Linked DNA regions of Mus musculus: region 1 is linked to region 2. A link is a contact called in public promoter capture Hi-C data. All regions are on one chromosome and are shown on one strand. The core of a region is the stretch at or near the end of the contact, and the rest is flanking DNA. Distances in the headings are between cores, read along the strand shown. Region 1 holds the start of Pigo (phosphatidylinositol glycan anchor biosynthesis, class O). Region 2 holds the start of Dcaf12 (DDB1 and CUL4 associated factor 12).

What was found. Capture Hi-C pulls out chosen DNA fragments and counts their contacts.
Region 1: a contact with region 2 is called in a promoter capture Hi-C map of liver, with 4 times the contacts expected there. The contact joins the promoter of Pigo here to the promoter of Dcaf12 in region 2. A contact is called at or near these places in 1 of 39 promoter capture datasets (embryonic stem cells), 2 of 115 datasets of contacts at active chromatin or transcription factors (astrocytes and microglia) and 1 of 9 other capture datasets (liver).

Annotation. Positions count from the first base shown.
Region 1 is chr4:43,021,876-43,028,801 of GRCm38.p6, forward strand. It overlaps Pigo (phosphatidylinositol glycan anchor biosynthesis, class O), which reads right to left and starts at 3,939. Exons shown (of 11, transcript NM_001305386.1): 1 at 3,905-3,939; 2 at 2,688-3,199; 3 at 1,797-1,940; 4 at 1,495-1,618; 5 at 732-891; 6 at 137-319. The coding sequence starts at 3,198. Stoml2 (stomatin (Epb7.2)-like 2) reads right to left here. Exons shown (of 10, transcript NM_023231.2): 10 at 5,815-6,418. The coding sequence ends at 6,290.
Region 2 is chr4:41,312,023-41,318,145 of GRCm38.p6, forward strand. Dcaf12 (DDB1 and CUL4 associated factor 12) reads right to left here and starts at 2,879. Exons shown (of 9, transcript NM_026893.3): 1 at 2,466-2,879; 2 at 1,189-1,443. The coding sequence starts at 2,543. It overlaps Gm46891 (predicted gene, 46891), which reads left to right and starts at 2,320. Exons shown (of 2, transcript NR_168697.1): 1 at 2,320-4,880. It overlaps Gm26049 (a small nuclear RNA gene), which reads right to left and starts at 172; the gene lies at 69-172.

The sequences.
Region 1 (6,926 bases), core at 2,689-5,188, 1.7 Mb after region 2:
GGGGCTCAAATTCTATCCAAGATGGGGGAAGGGAAGGCTAATAGGAGAAAGGCATTTGGACAAGAACAAAGGCAATAGGGTCGATTTTGTCCTCATGCTTCGCTTCGTTACCCAGAAGTCTAGTCCTCTCACCTACCTGCTGGGCATTGATGTGGAGAGCCGAGACTTGGGCTAGCGCAGAGGAGTGAGGATGGGAGGAGTCACTGCCACCTGAGAATAGCTCTGCCATCACTTCCCCAGTGTTCCCAAACGGGATGGGCAGGCCTAGCAGCAGTGCCAGCGTGGGCACAAGGCTGACCTGAGGAATAACCTCCGGCTCCTGGAAGGGAAGTTCAAGTGTCAACGGCGTCGCCAGGCCTAGGTAAGAATAGTGGGAGGGGGTGTCCGGAGTGATGGTTCCGTGGGTGAGATAGTCAAAGCAGGCTGTGACCATGCGTGCCTATAACTTAGTGCCATGGTGGGCAGAGGCAGGAGGCTTTCTGGTCTTCAGGCTAGCTCCGGGTTCAGTGAGAGGCACTGTTTCAGTAAAATTAGGAGCAAACACCGACATCCTCTGCCTCACACGCACACACAAGTGCATACCAGCACGCACACGTGCAATTACCTCCTACATACATCATACACACATAAATAAAAATAAATGACTGTTAGGACCAGATCCTGGTGTGGGGAGCCTACAATAAGGGGATCACAATGTAGGGAGACCAGCAGAGGTGCGACCCAGGCCTTACCTCGGGTGGGACACTAGGGAAGAGAGCTGTGGGGCTGTACAGGAAAAGTGCAGCTGACACCTCCAGCTCACTGTCCCCTCCATGGTCCCCATTCATGGTCATCCCATGGTCACCGGCTACCACCAGCAGTGTGTCATTCTCCAGGCGTTCTATGAGTCCCCTGGGGGTCAAGAACACGTGTGAGAGGGCAGGGAGAGGTAAAGATTCTTCTCGGGCCATTCACCCCCACCACTCACTTCCATTGCCAGGGTCTAAACTTCTGTCAAAAAGACACCTCTTCAGTCACAACTCTGCAGCCAGAGCTACACACCAAGTTGTTCAAAGTGGATGATGTCTCTACGTTTTGAAGGAAAAACTTGTATAAAGTATTCCAGAGCTGCCGGGCAGTGGAGGCACAAGCCCTTAATTCCAGCACTCGGGAGTCAGAGGCAGGTGGATCTCTGAGTTCGAGGGCAGCCTGGTCTACAAAGTGAGTTCTAGGATAGCCAGGGCTACACACACACACACACACACACACACACACACACAAAACCTGTCTCAAAAAGAACAAGAAAACAAATCTTTGTGAGTTTGAGTCCAGCCTGGTCTGGCTTATATTGCAAGTTCCTGGTCAGCCAAAGCTACATAATGAAACCCTGTCTCAAAATACATACATATATAGAATTCATCCAGGCTCCACACAGGATTTTTTTTCCCTCGTGGAATCCTACATCCTGAGATTCTCAAATGCAACCCCCTCCCTCAGCCAGCACCCCACACTCACTGTATCACCTGGTCCATCTGGCTAAGTTTCTTGGCCATTTCAGGGTGGTGAGGGCCGTGCTTGTGACCACAGTGATCCACACCCAGGAAGTGAGCGATCAGCACATCCCACGAACCGCCGTCCACTGTGGAGGGGAGAACACTGAGCACAGGGCGGTGAAGCCCACGCCTCCCTCCATCAGGCTTTGATGTTCCTCTGCACCCAGTGGTATAAGCCCCAGGCTGCTGGACCCAGAGTCTGCAGACTAAAGGAACCCTCCACAGCTCCTGGGGTCAGTGAGGGACTGAGCGCTTCTTACTCACGGGTAGGATAGAGGTGTTCCAAGATGCCGTTATCCACTGTGTGCAGGTCTCTGACATTGAAGGATGAGAAGAAGAAAGCTTGAGAAAAGGCTCCGGGGAAGAGGTCTCTCCAGGTATCATCTCCCATGAAGACTACACGCCTTCCTGTAGAGACAAGAGGGGAATCGGATCGATCGTATCTTGTTCATGTGAGAGCCAGAACAGGGGAGATTATAAGAGAAGACTCTAGAAAAAAACAAACAAACAAACAAACAAAACACAAAGGGCAAGGGGAGACAGCTCAGTGAGTCAAAGAGCTTGCCACCAATCCGGACCACTTGAGTTCAATACTCAGAACCCACAGGGTAGAAGGAGAAAATCAACTTCCAAAGTTGTCTTCTCACCTCCATAAGTGTACCATGTCACATCCATACGCTGTGTGTGTGTGTGTGCGTGCGCACGCACGAGCACACTCTTGAGAGTACTATCCCAACCACACATCCTGTTTTGAGACAGGTCTTACTCTACAGACCAGGCTCATCTGGAACTCAGAGATCCTCTTGCCTCTGCCTCTTGAGTGCTGGGATTAAAGACACATGCGCAATGCAGTGCCCTTGACCTGCTCTCTTCATAAGCAGTGAGTGAACATAACTTGGATCCCTCTACCCTTTTTTCTCCATCCTTGCAAATTCCTATCTTCATTTCTTCCTTAATCGGATGCTCCCACGAGTTACAAACAAACATTTTGTGCAGATTAGAAGCTTCATTGAGGACAAAAATCTCTGGGCCTTTCTACACACAAGATCCCATCTATTTCTACTCTCTGTTTCCCTACACCATAGCCAAATATACGGCTGGGTACCTGAAGTCCTGGCTCCCCAGCTTCTATAGTCCCCAGAGGCACATACTGACCTGCACTGTTGAGCTGTTGGATGACATTATCTTCCACTATAGCATGGCTGGCAAAGTTACTGCCAGCATCAATGAAAGTCGGCAGCGAGCCAGTGGTGAGAGCCTTTAGACGCTGCATGGTGGTCGTGGGGGGGTCCACCTGAGATCGGTACAGCCGGCCATGGTGGGGTTGACTCTCTAGGATCCTCTGCAAGGAACCTAATTTTCCCAGAAAAGGCACGGAGACAGGAGGTTCCCCAGGCACATGCGAGCGCTGAGGCTGGGCAAAGTCAAACCGCAGAGCGTCTATCAGTACCAAAACCACCCTGGAGAAGCGGGAAGGCATCCAGCAAGCCCCAGGCTTTCCATGACTTCCCCACGGCAAGGGACCAGGGCCTGGGAGCTCTTGGCAGCTGCTTTGATTGGTGAGCTCCAGACGAGTGAGAAGGAAGCCACTGGTGAAGAGTGCAATGCCAGCGTAGAAAAGAAAACAGACCCAGGCTAAGAAGAGGAGCACAGACACCTTCCGCATCCTGGGAGAGAAGAGAATGTTCATTGGGGTGCGAAGAAACCATGGACGTTTTGGCTCTCAAAACAATGCCCAACAACAATCACGTACTGCTATAAACTTCAGGACGTAAACAAACCATAGCTAACTCGTTGCAGCTGTTTCTACCAGTCATACCATCTGACGGTGAGAGGCTGAGACCTTGGATCTCAACCTGACGCCCAGGCTACACCTACCGATTCAGGTTCTGGGGGTGAGCACGGGAGCCTGTGCATATCCAACCGGGAGATCTAATGCTGTCAAACCACAGTCTAGGAGGAAGACTATTCCAAATGGTAGGTAGATTGTTCTCTGACAGTCCATTTCAATGGCTCTCTTCGGACTAACTCAACATTTCCAGGGTGGCAATAGACAGAAACCACACGGATTAACTGGATTGAGTAAACGGCGCCGCCTGGCGGGAACCGAGGAAACGACGGGGAGGAGTCTTGCTCCGCTTCCGGGCGGCCAGGCTCAAGAAAAAACCGAAGGAACGACGTCCCCAGGAAGCCCGGTATAAAGCCCATTGAGCTAAGCTGGGATCCAGAAGTCCCGGCAGCTCTGTCTCCTCCGGTGGGAACCCGGCCAACACCTGGACATGCTCCCTCTGATACTGGGCACCCCGGCAGTAAGCTGAGACACCCGTCCTAGGGGTGACAGTAACAGAGGTAACAGGGAGACCTTGGCTCACCTGGATCCGCGCCCGGAAGTGCAGCGGCAGGGCTCGCTGTCTGGCACCACAGAGGTGTGCAAGCCTGACAGAGCGCCCTACCAGGAGATTTGTCGCCGCCTGCCGGCACCAGCAGGGAAGTTCGACAAGAAACGTGGGGCTGAAAACTTTGATAGGAGGTTCAGTAATTCATAAATGAGGGCAAGGTCTAAGAGAGGGGGATGATGACTGGGTGTGTACAGAAGCATGAAAGAAGAAAAGCCCAGGGACCACCGAGCATTTTATTATATGTATGTTTGTACAATGCACTTTGTGCTGCAATTGCTTTTAGCCACTCAGCCCTCTCTCCAGACTCACTGTCCATTTTTGGTTGTTTTTCAACACAAGGTCTGAGTGCTGGGAACTAAACTTTGGTCTTCAGCAAGAGCAGTACATGCTCTTAATCACTGAGCCATCTTCCCAGCCCCATGCTTCAAGTTCTCACTGCTGAGACTTCCCTCCCGTGATGAACTAAAACTGTCTGGTAACTAGCTCCTTTAGATGTTCTTGTCAAGAGCACTTTTTCACAGTAACAAAAAACATAAACTAGCCGGGCAATGGTGGTGCACGCCTTTAATCCCAGCACTTGGGAGGCAGAAGCAGGCGGATTTCTGAGTTCCAGGTCAGCCTGGTCTACAAAGTGAATTCCAGGACAGCCAGGGCTCTACAGAGAAACCCTGTCTCAAAAAACCAACCAACCAACCAAACAAACAAACAAACAAACAAAAAAAAAAAACAACAAAACCCAAAAAACCTGTCTTTAAAAATACATCTAAATAAAAACTTATACATGACAGGTGGTGGTGGCAAACACCTTTAATCCCAATTGACAGAGTTTGCTTAGCATTCGCAAAAACCTGGGCTAACCCAGCCTGATTTTTAGTTAGCATTCTAGAAAACCTGGTACACTTGCACACGTCTGAGATGCCAGCACTTGGGAGGCAGAGGCAGGATCCTCTTAACCACCAAGATCGTCCTCGACACCACAGCTCCTCTGGGGCCAGCCTGGGATAAAGGAGACACTGTCTCAAAACAGTAACCACCTAAAAATCAGCGGTGGCAAACACTCACTGAAGGCATCACTCTCAAGGCAGAGGCGGGCGGATCTCTCTGAGTTCCAGCTTGGTCCACAGAGCTTGTTCTAGCCAAGGCTGCACTGAGAACCCTGTCTTGAAAACATGAAATGAGTAAGCTGGCAGAGTATGGCAGCACTCGGGAGGTATAGGCAGGTTAGGTCACATGCATTTAATCAGCCTGGGCTACACACGGTGACCCTTGCTCTAGAAAACAAAAAAGTGGGTTATCTGTATGGTATGTGAGTTTTATCTCAGTAGGAAAAAACAACTTTTATCTTCTTAGTAAATGTGTGGCACCTACCTATAGGGGTCCTACAAATTTACACGTAAGTCCCTCTTCCCCCTTTAAATACATCTAGTTGCTGCTGCTTTGCTTCTGGTAACCGTTCAGCCACAGCACAGCAGTTTCTTTGCTCTTGTGTTCATAAGCCAGGTATGCTCTGCCAATGGGCATCTGAATGGGTCTCTCTCTCCTCCTTCATGTCTGAGCTCAAGTATAATTTTCAGCGAGGTTTCCTGGAACTCTCAACTTGTCGGTTCACCAGAGCACTTTGAACTTACAGTGGATCCAACTCAGGCCATTCGGCTTGTACTGCAGGAGGCTTTTACTCACAGAGCCACCTTACCAGCCTGGCTTATGACTTTTTATCACGCTCTGCTTCCTTGTATTGCCACCCTGACTTGGATTCTGTGAAAGCAGACACCTCTGGGGTTCAGTTCTGTTATTGCTGCTTTGAGACAGGGTCCCACTAAGTACTTAAAGTTGGCCTTGATCTCACAGTCCGTTAGTCTGCATCACCACAGCCATCTCTCAACTGCTTTTGTAAACCCTAGTTTATTAATAGCTTAATAGTCTACACCCTCTGCCCTTTAAGACCGCCATACCATAAGGGCAAGCTGTCCTTTCCCGTGTGTCCCCAAGCCCCTGCACCACTGTGCAGCTGGCAGTTCAGCAGACCATGCCTCAATCCCCGTACAGCCGAGGTTTCTCTTGACGACAGGATGACTTCACTTCACATGAAGTGAATCCTTGTCACGCGTGGAGAATCAACTCCTCACACCGACCTGGACTGAAGGGTGGAAGTGGACGGCCAAAGACGACCCGAGTGGCTTTCCTAACTTCATCCCCCAATCAATGAGGACAGTTTCCCATTTGCCACTGGTCACTTTATTACATGATTAGTAAGTTCAAATAAAAAAATAAAAACTAAAATTTGGCCGGGAGGCTGGAACCAGAATCTTTTTTGAGAGCAGCTCCCGGCCCCTAGACTCCCTGGCCGAGTCATCTCTACTAACTGAGCTTGACTCTACCCAGTTCTTCAATACTCGTGTCTGTAGCCTGGACATCTCTTCTGCTCTGGCTGGAGTTCTGGGCTCCGGGCACTGGGGCTTTGGTGAGAGCCCCATAGACACCCATGGCCTAAAGAGAAAGACCAGAGAGAAAGAGCCGTTAAGAACCATTTGAAGCTTTGTCCCAAAACACAAAGGGGCCGGTCAACTCTTGGTTTTTCTTTCTTTTTCCCTTCCTTCTTTTCTTTTTTGAGACACAGTTTCTCTGTGTAGTCCTAGCTGTCCTAGAACTCACTCTGTAGACCAGGGTGGCCTTGAACTCACAAAACTCTGCTTGCCTGTGGACTAAAGCTATGTGCCACCAACACCTGGCTTTAGTTTTTCCTTTTTCTTTATCATCTTTCTCCTATTTTTCTTTCTTCTTCTTCCTTCCTTCTTCCTTTTCTTCTTCTCTTCTTCTCCCTCCTCCTCCTCTTTTTTTTGTTGAGACAAGTTTGCATTGTGTAGCCTGACTAGCTTCTAACTGTGAACTTCCTACATCTCCTCCTGAGTGTTGGTATTACAGGATTGCACTGTCACACCCAGCCCCTTGGTTTTTCTTATCCTTCAAGCCTCAGTTTTCTGAGCCTTGCAAACAA
Region 2 (6,123 bases), core at 1,629-4,128:
CTAGCATCTACGACTTCTGAGATGTCTTGCCATCTGCACACTTCCATTCCAATCATATCCACTTTCTTAAAAAGATAAACCACTGCACAGACTTGTAAGCGTCCTTGTGCAGGAGCCCTGCTAATCTTCTCTGTAGCGTCCCAATTTAAGTATGTATACAATGCTAAAGCAAGCACCACACCCACTCTTTTGACTCTTCTAGCTTGTAACCATACTGGTTACATAGTTTCCTGATAAGATTTCTACTCCAATTACTTATAACCCTTACTCTCTTTAAAACTGCTCCCTTACTCTCATGTCCATAATTTTCCTCTCTTCTTTGCAAATGCCCATATGCCACTAGGCACACACACACACACATTTGTCCCAGAAACTAATCATATCTTTGAGTTTTGTTTGTTCTGAGACAAAGTCTCAACTATAAAGCCCTGCCTGACTTGGAACTGTAACAATTCTATTGCCCCAGATTCCAAAATGCTACATTTGGATTCTAATATATGAAAAAGTATTTGTCTCATTTCTACCTTCAGCTTGGTGCTTAATACTTCTAACTATGTCAAAGGCTGATACACAGCAATGAAACGGTCACTACCGTGTACCCTAAATGATGCTCTGACATCAATTTCTCTTTGAGGCCTCTTATCTAAAACACTAGAAGCAGCAGCATACAGAGTCAGGGGACCTAAAACACATGTTCATTTGAAGGGGTCGGGAGACTCAGAAGTGAGAAAAGAAGCAGAAAAAGAGGACAAGGTCACCAATGAAGGAGGAGGGAGAGAGGGAAGCTGATGGGAGCACGTTTCCCTCAAGAGCCCAGACCCACACTACAGTTTACTCATTCCTTGAGCACTTCTTTGTCCTAACACTTCTAATTAAAAATCTCTTAATAAACTCCAACTCTGCTTACAAAAAAAAAAAAAAAAAAAAAAAGGCAAACAAACGGGGAAAGACGAACAGTGAAAGGTGCTAGAGTAAACCAAGTCCCACATCTCAGACCTAAGAAAAAGGAAGCACAGCCCACACCGCTGAGCTCTGGGAGGCAGAGACAGGCAGATAGATAGTTCGAGGCCAGCCTGGTCTATGGAGTGAGTTCCAGGACAGCCAGGTCTTCACAGAAAAACCCTGGTCTCAACCAAACCAAACCGCAGCAGCAACAAAAGGAAGACAAAGAGCACTCCTGATACTTACTGTGTTGCATTTCGTGCCACACACCACTTGCCTATGATTCAACCACTGAGAAGCAAACACTTTATTAAGGGTCCCGAGGTGAAATTCTCTCTCCTTGAGGAGACTGGGAAGCTGTTGTGCTGCATAACCATGTAACAGGCGAGAGTAGCTGGTCTCATTCTGGAGCCTGACTTCGCGGTTCTTCAGGTAGTACACTAGGGATCTCTTCACTGGGGGGAGTCTTTTCCTTTTGTGCAGCGAATGATCCCAGCCAAACTGTGAAAGCCAACATCAGAAATCAGGGGTTTGGCCACTTTTCCTTCAGACAAGAAGTCTGACCGTTTTATAAAAGAACCAACACGAATTCGTCCTTCGGGATTTACACAATCAAACATTTAACAGAAGATTTGTAATCCAGAAAGTACAGTTTAACTCGGCTAGCACTGAAATAAGGCTCTCATAATGAAGACTACTTAGAAAATGGATAAACAGGGCAAAAAAAAGTTAACTAAACCTTTGAGGAAAGTGGAGGGCTCAGAAATAACATATACCCAGGTGTCCTTGATAGTTACGAAATGAAGTCCATATTACAGAACCCACCTGGGCTGCACTTCTACCCAGCCCCCTTCTCCCTCTCCGCCTGTGCACCCCGTAGAGCATAAAGAGTATAGCTCAAAGAGCCAGACTGGGGTCTCGGATCTTCCAGGGATGTACAGTCAATGGCCGCTCATCTGACTCCGCGCGACTTGCGCTGCGGGCAGTTTTAGAATTCGAAAAATCAAATACCAACGGGGTAACCTGCGTCGGAATCCCAAGTCCAAGAGGCCTTCCTCTCCAAAGGGGGCAATATAGAGATGACACCTGGTGTTTCTTCTAGATGTCTAAAGAGCCAAAGGGGCCTGCACCCAGTTTAGGAGATGGTTTCCTTGATAAGAGACCATCGGCCCTTATTCCTAGTGCCACTGGAAGGTCCACTTCAATCTCCTTCCCAGTAACTTCGGAAGGTCGGTCTTACTTCCGATTCCCCTTGTCTTCATTTTCTCCTCCCTCCAGGAACGAGGAGGTCCTGAAGCTCTCTATCCCTAGCTGCTGACTTCCAGCGGAAGGCGTCATTTTGTAGTTTTCTTTTGGCTCCTCACCCTTCCGGCCCGCCTGCTCGCCAGTACACTGCAGAAGGACCGGTCACTGCTCTACAGTCCCGGCTCCGGTTCTCGTCCCGCCCTGGCCCCAGGTTCCTGAACCCAGCTGGAACGCCCTAAGCCCCTGCTAGGTGATGACCCAGACCTGTGAGCCCTCACCTGCGGGCCCTGAGCGTCGCTCCCGGCTCCTGGCGAGGCAGACGCTTTCCGCTTCCTGCTAACTGCTTTCCGGGCCATAGTGGGCAGCGCCGCCGTGGCCCCGCAGCCACATGAGGCGGAGAAGGCAAGGGGCGGCAGGGCGACGGGTCATGAACCGGGCCCTGGGGCCGCGCGCTTTCGAGCGCCCGGCCCGGAAAATGGCTCGGATCCCGGGCAGCAGTCGATCAAAATGAGGCGCGTAAATGGAAGAAGGGAAAATCCGGGTTGGGAAAGGGGAAGGGGAAGGGAAGGGGAAGGAAAAGCAGGAACAAGCAGCTTTCCTACCGCCGTGTCTGGAAAGGACGGCGAGCGGCGAGAACCAAAACACCCCCCTCCCACTCGCCCGCGCCCCGTCACTCCTGCGCAGCCGCACATAGCAGCACGTCGCCACGGAGACACCGCCCAGACCAGCAGGGCGGGACTTAAGCGCAGCAAGGAGAATTGATGTCCTCGGAGAACTTCCGCTTGCCTCTTGCCAATGGCGGTTAAGCTGTGGCCAAAGGAATCCAGCCTTCTGTCGGGACATTTCCGACCTCAGCCAGCTCATCCTCTGGCATGCGGAAGTAAGCATGAGCTGCCTGGCTGCGGGACCAATCTTGAACCTGTAACCATCATGGTAGGATTAAAGATATTCTAGACACCCTGATTGCCAGATTGCAATCAGACTATTAAAACACTGGACTCTAAGAAATTGCAGTTTTCCTGGGAGAAGGAAAGGACAAGGGCACAGATGCCAGCCAATAGAGGAACTTGACTCCAGGAAAGATAGATCACAGTTGGGAAAACTTGTCAGACTACCTTCCCAGAGAAACTGGGCGAACAGATGATGGATGCGACCACACCTTGCCGACGACTGCTTACTTAAGCATAGCTGTTGCCTTTAAGCCTAAACAAACCACACGTCAGCCCCTAAGATGGACTAGGATAAGAGAATGTCCCGTCGTTGTTCTTTCCAATGAGACCGAGTTAACACCTTTCTTCAAGTTTCCCCTTACACTTTGTCTTTTAGTTGGCCTGTTGAGAATGAGTTAAGGCTGCTAGGGCCCAGGTTCTGACCCTTCCTTATACCTCAGAAGACGTTTCTTAATCCTGTAACTAGTAGCCTCACATTTAGCACTTTCCCCCAACATTCTCACAAACTGTCAATGGGCACAAAAGATTAGACACTTTAAGGAAGGCAGAGAACCCCACATCACACTCCTTCAAGATGGATTCAGGGTAGGAAGGCAGCAGTATGGTCAGATTTTTGCCACATCAAAGTACCAGAGCTAACGCAGGCTGCCTCACATGCCTGTTGGCACAGGTCTCCCCACACATACGGAGTCCCCAGATTCCATTCTCCACTTCTTTACTCTCCAGCTCCCTGTCTATTTTGACTCCTGTCTAAACCTCAAGTCACTTTTCCCCTTCTTTTATTTATTCCTTTTCTTTCTTTCCTTTTTTTTTTGAGACAGGGTTTCAGTGTATAGTCTTGGCTGGTCTGGAACGCAGCATGTTATATAAATCAATCTGGCCTCAAAAGTTATAGAGCTCCACATGCCTCTGCCTCCCCAGAGCTGAGTTAAAGGTGTGTGCAACCACATCTAATAAGTCACTTTCTTTCATAAAATGCCACCCTTTTTAGGTCTGCAAGGTCAAAGTCACACTGTCCTTGTGCTTCAGCAAATAGACCCATCGCTGTAATTCATGCCATTGCCTGCCTTTCTCTCGGAGCCCAGCCTTGATCTCCATTAAGGAGTGAAATCTTGAACCACAGAAAAGAGAGTGGTCATTTTTGGCATGTCCGGTTTGGACTGGCACCAGTCACCAAACAAAGCGGGATCACCCTTGCCTCCATTTTCCGAAGATCCTGAAGGAATGTGAGTGCCAGCTTCCACTTTCCTCAGGCAAAGAAACCCTTGGAGGAAGCAGGATGTTCTTGCTTGAGACTGACTGGCCTCAGGCTGTGGTGCCCAGTTACCTGCTGGTCCCTTCAGCTTCAGGCCTCATACCTCCAGGGAACTGTGTTGGCCCATCTGCCGTTCTGCCTACAAGAAGATTTGATTTGTTTTCCAGGTTGAAATGATGTGCCACCACCCCAGATCAGCACTGCAACTAACCCCTAATACTACCTTGGGAGAGGCAGCCCCATCTTTCCTGATTAGGCTTGTGTCTTCGGAGATTAACACATTGTGAGCGGGCAGGACTGTGGCAGCCCTCCCTTTCTGAGTCTGTTCTGGTTCTGTCTTGCCTCACAATGCTCTAGATGACCCAGTCGTTCACTGGACAAGAGTTTGGAACCCTTTGAGGATCTCCAGGCTCAGGCTGAGTGGGGCTGGACTCCTGGCATCCTCAGTCCATGTCAGGACACACAGGACACTGGTGCAGCTTCATTCTGTAAGTTGTCCTGCACACTGACATCCCAGGATTATCCTCAGATCCACACGCCAGATCATCTCTGTGGAAATGGAGTAAAGGTCCACTTGGAGGACTGAAAGTTCACCTTCCAGCTTTGTGTGTGTGTATATGTGTGTGTGCTGGGGGCTCAGACTCAAGGCCTTTTCTTTTCTTTTCTTTTCTTTTTTTTTTTTTTTTTTTTTTTTTTTGAGACAGGGTTTCTCTGTGAAGCCCTGGCTGGCCTTGAACTCAGAAATCTGCCTGCCTCTGCCTCCCAAGTGCTGGGATTAAAGGCGTGCACCACCACTGCCCTGCTTCAAGGCCTTTCTTTTGCTAAGCAAGTTCTTTACCACTCTGCTATGCCTTCAGCCATACAATAATTTTAAGTGTTACTGATCAAACCTAAGTTTTCTTGCATGGAAAATGCTAGCACTGAGCTATATATAGCCCCGACTCTTTTTTTTTTTAAAGATTTATTTTATGTATGAGTATACTGTTGCTCTCTTCAAACACACTAGGAGAGGGCACCAGATCCCATTACAGATGGTTGTGCAGAATTGAACTGAGTTGCTGGGAATTGAACTCAGAACCTCTGGAAGAGCAGTCAGTGCTCTTAACCACTGAGCCATCTCTCCAGCCCCTCCTCTCTTTTTTTTTTAACCTTTTGTTTTTCTTCCCACTCTTCTTCTCGTCTTTTCTCCTTTCTTTTTTTTCTCCCCCAACCCCAGCTCTCTCGCTCAGATGAGCCAATGATGATCTCAAACTGTTGATCCTCTTTTATTTGTGACTCTGTTGCTGCTGTGTGTGCGAGGCAAGCTCTCCTCCGACTGAGCTAAACTTTTCTATGTTTGTTTTGTCTTGTTAGACAGGCTTGGACTGTGGGACAGGTTGGCCTTGGACTTCTGATACTGCTCTGGCTTCATTTTCCTGTGAGCTAGGATTACGGACATGAACCACCAAGCTTGGCTTTTCTTCCTTAAGAAGTACTGTTTTTAGTTCCCAAGCTAGCTTTAAACTTCCCATCCTTTTATCTAAGCATCCCAAGTAACTATGATTTCAAATATGTACCACAAAGTCTGGCTCCTGCAAGATATATGTATATAAGCATGTATATATTACATATTTTGTGTGTGTGTGTGTGTAGACACACATGGCGGTATGCATGTACATTGTAGTGGTTTGAATTAAAATGACCCCCATAGACTTTGAATGCTTGGTCCCTAGTGTGTAGAACTAGGAAGGA